5 separate regions of the Mus musculus genome follow, and all the other regions are linked to region 1. The links are chromatin contacts, called in public ChIA-PET, HiChIP or PLAC-seq and Micro-C maps. All regions are on one chromosome and are shown on one strand. Each heading gives the region's core, a stretch centred on a gene start, on an enhancer-like site or on the middle of the called end of the contact. The rest is flanking DNA. Distances are from core to core; before and after follow the strand shown.

Region 1 (2,700 bases), core at 152-2,651:
GATAACTCCTCCCCTCTGTGCTGTGCCCAGTAAACAGTTTCTGGGTGGGGCAGTAGCCTACTTCCAACTTTACTCTGTGGGTGTCTGTGTGTCCTCTGTTCCCTTGCTTCTGTTAGAGTTCCAGGACCCAGGTCACACAAAACAGGGCAGGCCTTGTAGAGCAAAGGTATACAACCAAGTTCTTTTACATCACAAGCAGACTGACAGGTGGAGGTGGCTTTAAGCTCTGGGGGTGGATAATTGTGCAGTGGTGGTATCTTCCTCCCATGTCCAAATTAGTGAGACTTATCTCCAAGCTGTCCTGAGGCTGCAGGTCTTCCTCGGCCTTCCCTGCTGCTACTGTGTGTATTCATAGCAGAGTTGGTCACCACGTCCTCCTTGAAACCAGGGCCCATATCTTAGCTGCTACTATTTATTGAGGATCTGGCATTTGTCAAACCCTGCCCAGAGCTGAAGACTCACCATGAAAAGATGGATCTCTAGCTCTTTAGAACTTACAGTCTAGCTAGAGAGATGTAGGGCTTAGCAGATGAGCAAACGGGGCATAGGCAGCAATGATGGGGTAGAAAGGCCACTGTCATTTTCCTCCAGCAGGAACATGAAGGCCAGAGGCCTGGAATGGAACCCAATGTCGGGAAATGTTAGCGTCTTTCAAGCTTGCCTGCCTCAGTCACCCTGGGGATGCCCCTCTCCCAGTTAAGAGGGACACTGTGGACAGTAGCTCTGGAGCCCATTTCTCCATCTCAGGCAGATGCTTGGCTCCCTGCAACAGTACTGTATGTGGTTACATCCAGTTGTCACCCACATAGCTAACAGGGCAGGTACTTTATGTCTGTCTTGGACACTGCTCAGCCCTGAGGCCCACCACTGACCAAGGAAGCCTGGGGTAGCATAAGCTCTGAACTCAAGGCTCTGCAGAGCCACGGCAGCTTCTGCAGCTTCAATCCACAACAGCCTGCACCAGAGCACAGACCCTCTGGCTGGCCACCTAAAGAAGGAAAATGCACTAGAGAGAGGGCTCAGTGGTTAAGAACACTGGCTGCTCTTCCCAGGTTCAATTCCCAGCAACCACGTGGCAGCTCACAACTGTCTGTAACTGACCAGGGGACCTGACACCCCTACATAGGCATACATATAGGCAAAATACCAATGCACATGAAGTATAAATAAAACTTTTTATAAAAATGCAACTGTGTGAGGCCTGCAGGGTGGGGACGAGGCTGCTGCTGGCTTCTCAGAATCCTGTTTCTAAGAGATTCAAAGAAAGCCTGCGGCAGGCACTGCAGAGAGGGTAACCACAGGGTCACCTAGAGGTGACCAAGCAACAACCAGCACTGTGCCTCTCTGAGCTGCTCCGGGGTTTCACCATACAGTATAATTTTAGAGCCACCTCATCTTGGGGTTTGGTAAGCCAGGAAACAGTCCACCCTCCACCCATCGTGAAAGTAAGACGTCATCTTCCTCATTCTACGGTGGCTCCATTTAGATTCCTTTTATATATTCACTATCAGAGAAAGCTTCTACAATAGTAGGTTTCCAAGTGGCTTTGCTGTCCCTTGCTCCCTACCCTCCTTTAACCTGGCCTCTCATTTACTTCTCTATCTTAGGTAAGGTTTCATTGTTGTGAAGAGACACCATGGCCAAGGCAGCTCTTACAAAGGAATACATTTAATTGGGGCTGGCTTAGAGGTTCAGAGGTTCAGTCCATTATCATCATGGCAGGAAACAGGGAGGCTTGCAGACAGCCATGGTGCTGCGGAAGGAGTTGAGACTTCTATATCTTGATCCGAATGCAGCAGAAGGAGGCTGTATCAATGAGTGTATAACCCTGAGCATGTATAACCTCAAAGCCCACTACAGTGACATGCTCCTTCCAACAAGGCCACACCTACTCCATAGTGCCACTCCCCATGGGCCAAGCATTCACACTCATGAGTCTGGGCAGGAGGGTGGGGTGTAAGGGGGGTACCTAGTCAAACCACCACACCTATTATTTTAGTTTCCATTTTATCCCTTTATGATACTGTAGTCTGTTTCCCCTTCCCCATCTAGGTCCATTCAGTATCAGGAATGGGTTATATATATATTTTTTTAAATTATTGGCAAAAAGGGTCCCATAACATTATCCAAAACATTATAGACTATTCCCAATGGTTTTGGTTACTGTCAGATCCAAGAGAAACTCCATTTCCTCAAATTTCAAAAGACAGAAGGGATGTGTGTCTCTACTCACCCCGTCCTTTACCCCAAACTCCCTCACGCTCAGTCTTCTCTCCTCAGCCACTCATTCTTCTTAGAACCTTCCTAGTTCAGATATAATCATTCATTCATTCTTCCCCCTCTCCTCTCTCTCTCTCTCTCTCTCTCTCTCTCTCTCTCTCTCTCTCTCTCTCTCTCTCTCTCTCTCGTTTTTCTCCTGGTTTTTTTTTCCATGCCATGTCCAGGCTACTTCTTTCTCTCTAGGCTCTTCCAGATGCATTTGGCTGTTCTTGCTCTCATGTCTAAAATAAAGCCTTAAATATACCATTGCATGGTAATGTCACCAGTTTATGCATCTGGTGCCAAAAACCCAGGAGGCACAAATGGCCCCCTTTCCAAGGGATCTAACTTCTCCTAATTGAGCCAAGCTGCTGAGTTGACTCTCCTAAGGTATGGATCATGTGTCTCTGCTGGTTTCTGCTACCCACCATATTTGACTAC
Region 2 (2,700 bases), core at 131-2,630, 440 kb after region 1:
CCCGTCCCCTCACGTCCGTGCTTTTCCTCAGGATGATGCCTTGCCAGAACACCGGTGTGCTGCAAGGTGCTCAGCTCCAAATCGGGCTGCACCGCTTCAGCTTTCCCCATCCAGCCAACGCAGGAAGGCCTGGAGCTACAGAGTTTAGAGCCATCTCTCCGCTGCTCATTAACCAACCATTCCAGCTGTCTGTAGTGGGTTTTTTTCTTCTCTACACTAAAATGAGGACAGTCCAGGCCCTTTGTTAGACTGTTCACACCACCATGTAGCCACCTACCGAAGGCCAGTGGAGAATCGGATCTTCACCGCTGTAGTTTCGAGCTTAATTTTAGTTTCAGAATTTTGGAATTTCCCCCCTTTCAAATAGGTGCAATCTACCCTTATTTGTTTTATTTTTATTTATTATTTTAATACTATTTTCTCCATCATTGCTGCATGGTTAGTGGCAATCTTAAGCTGTTTTGCCAGCTTTAAAAAAAAAAAAAGCTGTAATACTTATCATCTGTACAAAAGGTAGTCAGGACGGTATAAGTACTAGGTGGTTCTGCCGTAAGGTTATCTCCACCAAGCACCCTACAGCTCGGCTCTGCTGTAGGTAGGTAGGCCCCGTTTCTCTGGCCTTGAGAATGTTCTAGAATTCTCTCAGCTGGCCTAGCTTGTTTCTGTAAAGCCTACAAGAGAAACGCTCACACTGCAACCTAAATTCCACGAAGGGAGGGATATTCTCTCGTGTGGTCTGGTCACTGCTGTGTCCTTTGTACCGGATAATTCGGGCATTTATTTGAAGGGGCGGGGGGGGGGGAGAAAAAAAACGGAAGAAAAAAACTAAGTCCTGATGGCTGACGGGCCGGCCCGTGAGGCATGAGGTGCGCCTTCCACATGCACCCGGACTCAACCTTCTCAATGTGGCTGAAAAAGAGGGTGAAGGGGCCCGGCCAGGCAAGGCCTGCTCTCTAGTCGTGCCGCCCGTTATTAATTTCTATTTCTGCGGGCATTTTGTAAATTTTAAATTCGGCCGCCAAGCTTTGCTGACGGGATAACGCCATGCCTTCGAGGTGCCATTTTTGAGGTAATGACTTGAATAAATGCTTTCCTGACAGAACTCTGAGCACCGTCCTGCCCAGGACTTATTTCACAGGGGCTTCGGACACGGTCCTGGGGGGGCTAGGGAGTGGCAGGAGTCGGTCCATCTGTCTGTCAGTGAGGCTCGGGCCTGCTCGGCAGCCGAGACCCTTACGTAGATGTCGCGCATGCTCCATGCGCACCCCTCACGCACTCCGTGGGCGACGTGGGTCCCCTGGCCCCCCTTGCGAGGCCCTAGCGCTGCCGCCTATTGGCTGTAGCACGTCACGAGGCCAGCCACGCACAGTCATCCCCCCGGGGCGCGCAGCCCACGCCTCAGTGACTCGGCGACCCTCAGCACGCTCGCTTCGGGACTCCGCTGTCTCCGTGGCCGTGGGCTCTCTTTCCACCACCGCCTCGGCTTTTTTTTGCCCGTTGGCCGGCTAGGCAGCCACCTCACGTAGCTGCCCCGTCGCGTGGCTTCTGCTCCACCTTCGAGGTTTTACCACCCGAACTCTGGCCGCCATCATGGTGAGTCGAGGGCAGGCCCCGGGGTGGCAGTGCAAGACCAGCCGGAGGCCGCGATTCCTTACGCGGAGGTTTAAAAATCGGCCTTTTCTGGTGTAGCACAGAGAAGTGGGGAGAGGGCATAAAGAGGGTCCTTTCATATTTCCGGTTCTGGGTTCCTCCCCCACCGGACAGCCCCCAGGGTGAGGCCTGGAGGACAAGAGTGGCGGCCTTGCTGCCTTTGCGGCCTACACCAGCACTGAGGGGTTGCGGGGAGATGGCGGGCAGCCCTGGGGACCTCGGGCAGCCCCGGGGTGGGCCACGTGCACGGCCTGGGCGTCACGTGACGGCTCTTTCCCGCCTTTGGGCCGCGGTGCCCGTAGGAGCAGGCCTTAGGCGAGGCCTGCCGCGGCCCAGCCCCCACCCCGCGGCCCAGCTCCTCCGCACGAGCGCCCGGGCTTCCGGGTCGGAGCGCCGCAGCGCGGGCGCCTCCGCCAGGTGGCGCCTAGGCTGGCCGCGCCGGGTCCTGCGGCCTGGCGGCTTGGCCGCGGCGTGGAAAGGACCCGGAGGGCGTGGTTATCGGGAGGCTGAGGGCGGGCCCTGTCGCCTGGTGACTGTGGGTGGGGTGGAGGCGGCTTTGCGGGAGCTTGGCTTGCGTGGGCTGGGGGAGGAGCCAGAGGCCTGAGCCGGGCGGGGGTCGGGGAAAGCGGGACCGGACAGCTCTGCTGTAATCGCCGCTGCCGCCGCCAGCAGACTGACTGAGGCGTTGCCAGGCTAGCTTGGGCTACTGAAAACAAACGTTGATAGCCATTTAATCACAAATCCGTTAGATGTTGCATGTTCGTTTAAAATTTTTTTCCATTTTAGAGGTAAAGGAAGAAATTTATACTACTTATGACCGATGTTAACTTAAGTTGGAATTCAAATTAAGCATTTATAATGTGAAATAGGTACTTGTCTATCACAATAATTTAAATCGCACAATATTGGACCGTTTTCTCACTACATTAGGGTTAAACATTTGATAACTGCAGATTTTTATCTATTGGCCAGTATTTGTAGCATACATGGGAATTTGCTTAGCATAGTGATTTAATTACATTTCAAAAATGTGAATCCTGAAATCTTTAA
Region 3 (2,862 bases), core at 250-2,749, 260 kb after region 1:
ACACATCTGTATTTGTGCCACCTGTGTGCTTAATGTTCCTGGAGAGCAGAAATGGGTGTCAGATCCCCTGGAACTGAAGTCACAGGTAGTTTCAAGCTGCCATGTGGGTGCTCAACACGGAACCCAGCTCTTCTGCAAGAGCAGCTAGTGCTCCTGACTGCTGAGACTCCCTTCTGGTCCTCTGCCTGCTTCCCACAGCAATCCACATTTCAAACACACACACACACACACACACACACACACACACACACACACCTGTATGCACTCATATAAGTGAGATCAAAGCTTACCCTAATGGCTTTTCCAAACTCGAACTCAAGTTTTTTCTATTTTGTCGTATATGATTCTGCATATTCTGTTTTAAATCATTCTGTCCCTTCTGTGTTTGACACTGTTTTGTTTTTTTGGTGTTGGGGATCAACATACTAGGCAAGTGCAATGCATCTTAGTTATGTTTTCAGCCCTGTGTTATTCCACTGTTGTTCGATGCTTTGGAAATGCTGGTAAGTATTCACAACATTGATCCCACCACCTGTTCATAGGTCAAGACCTGGTATTTACAAAACACTTGAAAAATAGGAGACTGGTAGCTTCAGGGAAGGAAAAAGAACATCTGAGACACTTAAAAGGAAAAGAGTGGGGAGGGTCACACAAAGGAGAGTGACAAGAGAAAGCCTGGTTCCTGTCTTATGTCTTGGCCAGCTCAGAGCCTGCACTTCCGCATGCACCCCTGGCCTTCCGGCTCTGGACCTCTTCCTGAACCTACTTCCGGTTCCTGTACTCAGCTGCCTGTCACCTCTTAGTTATCTAAAGGTGCCTTTTGTGCTCTGAGATCTCTAAGTCCCTCCTGCATGCCAGTCCTCTTTCCCTGGTATGTCCAACCTAACTATAACTCTTCCTCCTCCTCCTCCTCCTCCTCCTCCTCCTCCTCCTCCTCCTCCTCCTCCTCCTCCTCCTCCTCCTCCTCCTCCTCCTCCTCCTCCTCCTTCTCCTGGAGGATTCTAGGAAACAAGACTAAGTGGAAATGATCTGGTTTTAAAAAGGTTTTGAAAACCTTGACAATTTGGAGAAGATTATGCGAGCAATGTGGTATGGAAGAACACAGGGAAAAGACTGGAAGAGCCGGAAGTTTACCAGCAGCAGGAGGCCAGTCAATAGGCTGGATCCATGCCAGCCCTAAAGGGAAAGCATTTAGACTGCCTAGAGAGAGAAAAAAAAAAGTAGGCCAGAAGAGGGATTTCTCAACAAGAATCTCAAGTTACTATCTTCATATGCTTAGACCAAGACCACGGTGAACAGATTTGCAAAGCCATGGGCCTCCTGTTAAATCTCTTCTAAATGAAGTGAAGCGCTGACATAGCTCGCTAGCGGTTGTGACCTCAGAGCAGATCAAAGCCGGTTTCCTCAGTGCAGAAAGAGCACAGGAGGGCTTCGGTGGTGAACCAGACTCTGGTTCGCGTGCAGCCAGAACAGCTTGCCAACCTTGGTTTTTACGATTTTTTTTTTTTTCAGCTGCTGAGACAGGAAATGACGTGAGGCTCTGAACACACTATTACAGCAAGCAGCTGTTCTGAGAGAACTTTCTGTTTCCAGGCCCGGCACCTCAGAATGTTGGCTTCTGTGTGGTCGGTTGTTGAAGACCAACTCTGTGCGAGGTGTTAGGTTGAGAAGAGGTGCAGCAGAGGATGCTGGAGCCGCAGCTGAGGTAAAAGTGTGGCTTTGATCTTCATGCCAGTTCCCTAAGCACGGCTTACTAACCATTCCGTCCTATCTTTTCAGACTTGAGTCTTTTCAGACTTGAGGGAACTTCATGACCTCACCAGACTCTAAGCTGCATCCTATAAATAAGGTCCTGGCTTCCCATCTCCTCTTTCTTCATCCTATATAAAAGGTTGTGCATGATCAGTTTTCTCAACAACCACAATGGAAAAAATGGAGAAGTAAAGAGGAAAAAAAAAAAAAACCACGAAAATGCAGCAGTTTGCCTTTCCCACAACTAAAATGAATGAACCACCCCCATCCCCTTCGGTGCCTGGGAGAGGAAGTACAGTTGCAAATGTTACCCGCACTAAACCAGATTAATTTTCCATTCAAGAGGAAAAGTAAGCAGCACGGGGCAAGGGAGGCAAATTGCAGGGCCCTATTATTTAGCACGTTTGAAATGAAAGGCAATACTGCTATTGAAGGCAGGCTGAGGAGCGCTCTCTTCCTCTCGCTAATATCCGCCCACAGGTTGCCTAGCAACCAAATTACATCGTGGAGAACACTCCCCAGCAATAACTGACCCTGAATTTTAATTTTCATGTTGACGTTGAAGCAGACTAAGTAAGTAAGTAAGTAAATAAATAAATAAATAAATAAGTACAACCACTCTGAAAGAGCATTCATTTTGATAACTGAGCTACAACTGTAGACTATAGGATAGCAAACACAACATTTTTTTTTTTTTTTTTTTTTTGGTAAAGACTTTCTCTTTTCTGGAGCATTATGCTAAAAAGTAAAAAGAATCTGGAGAGGCTTATTTTAAAAAATACCACGATTCCATGATTGCTTTATGAAGATCAGAATGGGAATTCTACTTAACAAAATAAACCCTAAAATCTATGAAAATACTGTATATAAAAAAAAGAAATGTCAAGTTTTAATCGTTGCTTTTTTGAATGACCTTTTAAAAATGAGAGCTAACTGTCAATGTGGATCATAAAAGACCACCCAGAACCCCGGCATCACTTCTTCATGCATGGCAGAAATAGTGGTTCACAGGAAGAAAGGAAAGGCAGCCTGTCCTGGGTTTCTCCTCAGAGTGCTATTTGAGTCCAACAGTAGGAACTGAGCATGCTGAAAAGACCTCCCCGCTGTCCC
Region 4 (2,700 bases), core at 48-2,547, 400 kb after region 1:
ACATCATTTCCCCCACTCCCTCTCCCCCTCCAACTCCTTTCAAGTCCCCAGTAACACCCTTCTCAAACTCATGTCCTTTTCTCTAAGCGTCTATGTACACAGGGGTGCGCCTGTGTCTACACACTCACACACACAACCTGCACATACAACCCGCTGACTCCAGTTTGTGCTTTCCATACATACTGGGCTGCCCACTTAGCATGCTAAACCCAGCCCCTTCTTCATTGCATGACTTAAGCTAGACTACTAAGCTTTCTGGTGATTTTTTTTCACCAAACTGCACAATTTCCCCACTTCTTTCTGCCTCATTTGTTGCAACTTTTCATTATAGGGCTGTATGAGAGTAACTGGTTATAAGCATTCCACAGACTCAACATCACACTGCCTGAGATCTCCTCTGCCAATAAAATCAGCCTATCACATTTTCATTTACCCTCAGCCGCGTTCTTGGGACATGGGCAGAAGGTAGCCAGAGTCTTTACCAGCCTACTTGTTGGTAGAATCCTTGTATCCCTCTGAACCCTCTAGAGCTGGACTCTCTCTCTGACCTCATTACTGTCTTCCAGGCTCCTACCAGAACACCCACAAAGCTCTGCTTATAACATTCAACATTTTTTTTTTTTTACTCCAAAGTTCCAGAATCTTCTACATCCCTCCAAAACACAGAAATCATGTTCCCTGCCGCGCTGGTATCAGTTTCTAGGTTACTTTTCTGTCGCTGTGATAAGATGGTACGGACAAAAGCAAGGCAAGGAAAAACGAGCTGATCTGGCTTGAGGCTCCAGAGTCCGTAATGTCGGGTAAGGCATGGCGTGCTAACAGAAGCAGGAAGCTGGCTGGTGACACTGTCATCCACACACAGGAAACAGACCGCAAGCACATCCTGGCCCTGGGTGGAAATATGCTCCTGTGCACGGCCCTGCCATTGTGTGGATAAGGCTCCCTTTTGCCGTTAACTCCTACCGTCTTTTCAGGCCATAAAAATTATCAGTCCCATCTAGTCTTTAATGACTGCCTTGCAAACAAGGAGCAGCTTTCCCAAGATCCTAAAGTGTGTGAGTATGGGTGGGGCTGGGGGGTGGACAGGCGCAGCCCAGATGGCTCTGCTGGGCATCTGTGCAATACTACCACCAGGGTACACTGAGCCTGAAGAGATGGGGCAGGATTGGGCTCCAATTAAAGTAGCTGGTTGAAGGTCAGGGCAGAAAATGTGATCTTCAGCCTGACAACAAAGAGATGCCATAAAAGGATCATCGAGGCACCTGGCTCACCCATTATCAAGTTACAGCCCCCACTCATGAGAGTTCAGCGGCTCCCATTGGCTGTGTGGTAAACTCTGTAAGTCTTCAGCTCCCATCCCAACATCCTCTCCCCAACTTGTTTGGTTTTTTTGGTTTTGGTTTTGGTTTTTTTTGGTTTTTTTTTTTTTTTTGCTCTTGCAAGCTCCTGTTTCCTTTCATGTTATCTGAGCTCAAGCTAAAGAATCTATCTATTCACTAGTCAATCTGCAGAGTGACTGATAGGAGACTTAAAAGAGCCAGCCTCTGCCTGGGTGGGGGAAGTGGGGGAAGTGCTCTGCTCTGTGGATGCCCTTGGGCCCTCATGAGTCAGACTGAGGGTAGAATCTACCATTTCTCAAAGTTCTTTGGCTTCTCCCTTGCTATGTTTTCCTATGAGCTATTCTTAAAAGTTATATTCCTTCAGTAAGTCACTTTCACAAAAAACAACAACAAAACAAAAATATTTTTTTTCTTTTTCAGGCTCTGTGTCTAGAGACCCTGATCAACATCATCTGAGACCCTTCCAACTCCTGCATCAAGATGTGTTTGGATAGTTACTGACTACCAGCAATGTACCATAAACACGTGTGTTCTTTCTATGCATAGTATGATTTCATCTCTGTAACAGTCCTGAGCTGTGGGAGCTACTAGTGCTCCCATTTTGCTGAGAGGGCACTTGAGGCTTAGAGTTAAAGATCACTGTCAAGGCTTGAACTGAGCCCTTTATTCTTTCTACCTCACCCAACTGATTCACCAGACTTATCTCTACGATCATTTGCAAATGTCTGTGGAACAATGGAATGAGGCCCAGTTCTGCCTCACTAATGCTCTTTACAGGGATCAGAGTTGGCTGTTGCTTTGTCCTAATTCAAAAAAGTCAATGAGAGTCAGAGCTGTGGTTCTTCAGACCTTTCAGTACCTTCATCAAAAAAAAAAAAAAAAAAAAAACAAATAATTACAACCTCCATACAGCATACATATACCTGAATGAGAAAGCAGCTACATTTGGTCACACAAGGTCATAATCATCTTTTATAAGTGACACAATAAATGAGTAAGCAAATGTCAAAAAAGGAAGTAGAGCAAAGAGAGACAGACTTCAGTTCTCACAGCTAATATTGCCAAGCCGTGGTTCCATATGATGAATAATTGTGATGATTACTATAGCAGTGACAGTGGCTACCACTGATTTTGAGTCCTTACTGTGTTCCCAGCACTGTGCTAAGCAAGGACTTAGAAAGTTCCCTTTCTCCCTCTCTGTCTCTCTCTGTCTGTCTCTCTGTCTCTCTCTCTCACTCTTCCTTGCTCTCTGAGACAGGATCTCATTACATAGCCCTGGCTGGCTGGCCTGGAACTCGTGACGGAGACTCCCTCTGCCCCTGCTCCTGTCTCTGTCCCTGCCCCTGCCTCTGTCCCTGTC
Region 5 (2,700 bases), core at 159-2,658, 310 kb after region 1:
GAGATTATCCCAACAGTAAAGGACTGCTTTCAGTAATCAGCCACTTGTGTCTTATGAAAAATGATTAAATTGGGGTTGGGGGGGTTTATAAGTTTATGTTGAGCTATGAGGGTCAAAGAAAGTAATTTCTGGGGATATGAAAGCTTAAGTTATGAAGGTATGAGGAGAAAATTATTTAAGGTATATGAAAATTGAGAAATGTTCAGATTTCTTTCTCCTTCTTTGTGCCTGGAATGCTGGGGGCTGTTGGTCATGTAAGATAACAAACCACAAGTCTTTGCTTCTGTAAACAGGTTTGGTTGTTTCAACTGCACGGGATGTGCTTGATCACAAGTAGGCAGGAGGTACCCCAGGATGCATGCTTGCCCCTGATTGGACAAAGACAGGAAGTACATAGCCTTGTGGTTTTTGCCTCTATGAGCCTCTGAATAAAGTAGTTCTGGCATACTCTGGGATCCTGAGTATGGACCTGATCAGTGTCCATTGTCCTGGCCAGTATTTAATAAAGCTTGCTTCAAAATTGACTCAAAATTTGTGGTTGTGATCTTATGCTGGCCTGCAGGAATTAAAAAAAAAAAAACAAAAACAAAATCATCGTGTTCCTCCAGCTAGCAGTCCCCAAGGAGGTGGCCCTCATGCTGTACACTGCACAACAGCAACCTGCTTATTTATTAGCTTGCTTTCTCCTTCTGATTCCCTTCCTGTTTTATTCAAATGCAAAATGTACAGCACAGACCCTTGTGTTTGAACAATGGGTCTTCAGGCAGAGGCTCTCTAAGGAAGGTTGTGAAATCTTCTGAGGGTGGTGGCTTGGAGGAGGAAGTGGGTACATTGGGGATTGCCTTGAGGTTTGTTAGCCTGGCTTCTCCTGTTGCTTATTCTTTTCTGCCTCCTGAGTATGGATACAATGTGCCCGGCACCCTCCCCCTCCTGTCACTGTGGTTCCTCACCCCCATGATGGACTGTATTCCCACCAACTGTAAGCCAAAATAACCTCTCCCTCCTTAAGTTTCTTCTTGGTGTTTTTTTTATATTATTATTATTACAAGAACAAGAAAAATAAAAACATACTTCCCCACTCCCTCAAACTGCTGTACTGAGGTCACCGCCCACATAAACTACTTTCACTTCACTTCCTGTTTCAATTGTACATGGGAGATGCTGATAAATCAAAAAGGTGTCACACTGACAGAAATGATTTTGTTCCCCAGAGGACATTTGGCAATATATTGGAGACATTTTTTGAATGTATGCTCATAACAGTTGGGGGACAGACTACTGTCAGCAGGTTATGAGTAGAGGCAAGGGATATGGCTTGTTGTGATTTTAAGAAACTGACAGACCAAAGAAAAGTTCTCACCAAGTTCAGCTTGCTGAACCAGTTAGGTTATCAGAGTTACTCACAGAAGTGTGCATGAACCAAAGGCAGTGACACCACTGGGAAGTCTCTGAGGGAACTTCTGGGTATCTATACCCCGAGAAAAGTCTTATTTTGGTCACATGTTTACCAATGAGGAGTGAGGATTGGAATTATAGGGAGGAGAGGCAACTCCTGAGGATCTCACTGGAGACCCATGAACCCACCCCTCTCTGATCACATGAGGGTCTCTGTGAATTATGATAGTGAATCACGATGGCTATGATCACATCTGACACAGAGGAAGCAGTTAGGCAGTACTGTTAATTAGACTATAATGCACAGCACAGTCCACACAAGAATTTCCAGGTCTCAAATGCCAATCACACCTAAGAGTGGGAGATCCTGACTTAATGCACCTGGGGCTCATGCCTCATAACCTCAGCTCAACACATGGCCTTAGAAACCAGGCAAATGTCAATGTTGGAGAACAAGCTCACACATGTGATAGTCCAGACCACCTCAGTTTCCCCTCTGGTACAATAAAGCAGGGATCATTGTGGGGGTTTGGGGTGTCATGGTGAGCCAATCCTTAGCTATATGTGAGGGAAAAATTGGCAAGGGAAAGGGGGACAAAGTTGGCTTAGGATAGCATGGAGCATGATTGGTAATGCCGGCAGTATCATGGAGGTCCCAGTGGCAGGGCACCTGTTATGAAGTTTCTCACACACTCATGGTTAACCACTGAAGTACAACTAAATGTGTACATTAGAAAGCTGGAGAAAAAGCTCAATAAATAAAGTCCTTGCTTTGAGGACCTGAGGTGTATCTCTGAGACCCAGGCTAGTATAGTGATGCACATGGAGGTGTGGAGACAGGTATATCTTTAGGTATATCTTTAGGCCAGACAGCCTACCTAACCTAATTATTTAGCTCTAGGCTAAAAGCAAGCCCTGTCTCAAAGAAAGCACATCCCGAGAATGACACTTGAGGTAGTCATCTGACCCTTGTACAGATACAACACGTGCCAAAACAAATAAGGTAAGTAAAATTATGGTGTGGTTTATGGTCTTGGTTAGCTGTGATAACATACCCTGACTAAAGCCACTAAAGGAAGGACGGTCTCATTTTGGCTAATACTTCCCGAACAAGTCAGTGGTAAGGTAAGGGAGGGGTAGGAGCTTACTGTCTTACTGTCACCTTTCATCCACACTCAGGAAGCAGAGAAGGACAAAGAGCAAGTTGAACAAGGCTATAAAATCTCAAGGCTCACCTTCAGTGCGCCATTTTCTTCTTAAGGAGCTACCCCCAAAGAGTCAACAACCTTCCCAAAGAGGCTACCA

The links. A called contact is a pair of places that touch in the nucleus more often than the background predicts. ChIA-PET counts read pairs in DNA pulled down with a chosen protein or histone mark. HiChIP or PLAC-seq counts read pairs in DNA pulled down with a chosen protein or histone mark.
Region 2: a contact with region 1 is called in a Micro-C map of macrophages, with 4 times the contacts expected there. The contact joins the promoter of Dazl here to the enhancer-like site in region 1. A contact is called at or near these places in 20 of 39 promoter capture datasets (the 3T3-L1 cell line, the C10 cell line, the HPC-7 cell line and 13 more), 1 of 15 datasets of contacts at CTCF or cohesin (large pre-B cells), 2 of 484 Hi-C or Micro-C datasets (bone marrow-derived macrophages and macrophages), 2 of 115 datasets of contacts at active chromatin or transcription factors (acute myeloid leukemia and memory CD8 T cells) and 2 of 9 other capture datasets (adipose tissue and liver).
Region 3: an RNA polymerase II ChIA-PET map of memory CD8 T cells shows a contact between it and region 1, with 165 read pairs. The contact joins two enhancer-like sites. A contact is called at or near these places in 1 of 15 datasets of contacts at CTCF or cohesin (large pre-B cells), 6 of 115 datasets of contacts at active chromatin or transcription factors (CD8 T cells, bone marrow-derived macrophages, effector CD8 T cells and 3 more) and 1 of 9 other capture datasets (embryonic stem cells).
Region 4: an RNA polymerase II ChIA-PET map of memory CD8 T cells shows a contact between it and region 1, with 20 read pairs. The contact joins two enhancer-like sites. A contact is called at or near these places in 1 of 15 datasets of contacts at CTCF or cohesin (large pre-B cells), 1 of 484 Hi-C or Micro-C datasets (bone marrow-derived macrophages), 4 of 115 datasets of contacts at active chromatin or transcription factors (acute myeloid leukemia, bone marrow-derived macrophages, extraembryonic endoderm stem cells and 1 more) and 1 of 9 other capture datasets (embryonic stem cells).
Region 5: an H3K4me3 HiChIP or PLAC-seq map of bone marrow-derived macrophages shows a contact between it and region 1, with 3 times the contacts expected there. The contact joins two enhancer-like sites. A contact is called at or near these places in 5 of 484 Hi-C or Micro-C datasets (CD4 T cells, CD8 T cells, macrophages and 1 more) and 3 of 115 datasets of contacts at active chromatin or transcription factors (acute myeloid leukemia, bone marrow-derived macrophages and regulatory T cells).

What each region holds. Positions count from the first base shown.
Region 1 is chr17:50,728,427-50,731,126 of GRCm38.p6, reverse strand. No RefSeq gene overlaps it. Among named protein-coding and RNA genes, the nearest start is that of Gm41598, 61 kb to the left of the region's middle. Within about 2 kb of position 1,401, at least 76 of the 459 cell types and tissues checked have an H3K27ac peak or open chromatin away from gene starts, as enhancers often do. A contact at or near this core is called in CD8 T cells, acute myeloid leukemia, adipose tissue and 7 more, where this site is marked.
Region 2 is chr17:50,292,300-50,294,999 of GRCm38.p6, reverse strand. It overlaps Dazl (deleted in azoospermia-like), which reads left to right and starts at 1,380. Exons shown (of 11, transcript NM_010021.5): 1 at 1,380-1,593. The coding sequence starts at 1,591.
Region 3 is chr17:50,469,293-50,472,154 of GRCm38.p6, reverse strand. No RefSeq gene overlaps it. Among named protein-coding and RNA genes, the nearest start is that of Plcl2, 39 kb to the left of the region's middle. Within about 2 kb of position 1,499, at least 294 of the 459 cell types and tissues checked have an H3K27ac peak or open chromatin away from gene starts, as enhancers often do. A contact at or near this core is called in CD8 T cells, bone marrow-derived macrophages, effector CD8 T cells and 3 more, where this site is marked.
Region 4 is chr17:50,330,113-50,332,812 of GRCm38.p6, reverse strand. No RefSeq gene overlaps it. Among named protein-coding and RNA genes, the nearest start is that of Dazl, 38 kb to the right of the region's middle. Within about 2 kb of position 1,297, at least 83 of the 459 cell types and tissues checked have an H3K27ac peak or open chromatin away from gene starts, as enhancers often do. A contact at or near this core is called in acute myeloid leukemia, bone marrow-derived macrophages and memory CD8 T cells, where this site is marked.
Region 5 is chr17:50,413,934-50,416,633 of GRCm38.p6, reverse strand. No RefSeq gene overlaps it. Among named protein-coding and RNA genes, the nearest start is that of Gm31015, 8.9 kb to the left of the region's middle. Within about 2 kb of position 1,408, at least 100 of the 459 cell types and tissues checked have an H3K27ac peak or open chromatin away from gene starts, as enhancers often do. A contact at or near this core is called in CD8 T cells, acute myeloid leukemia, bone marrow-derived macrophages and 2 more, where this site is marked.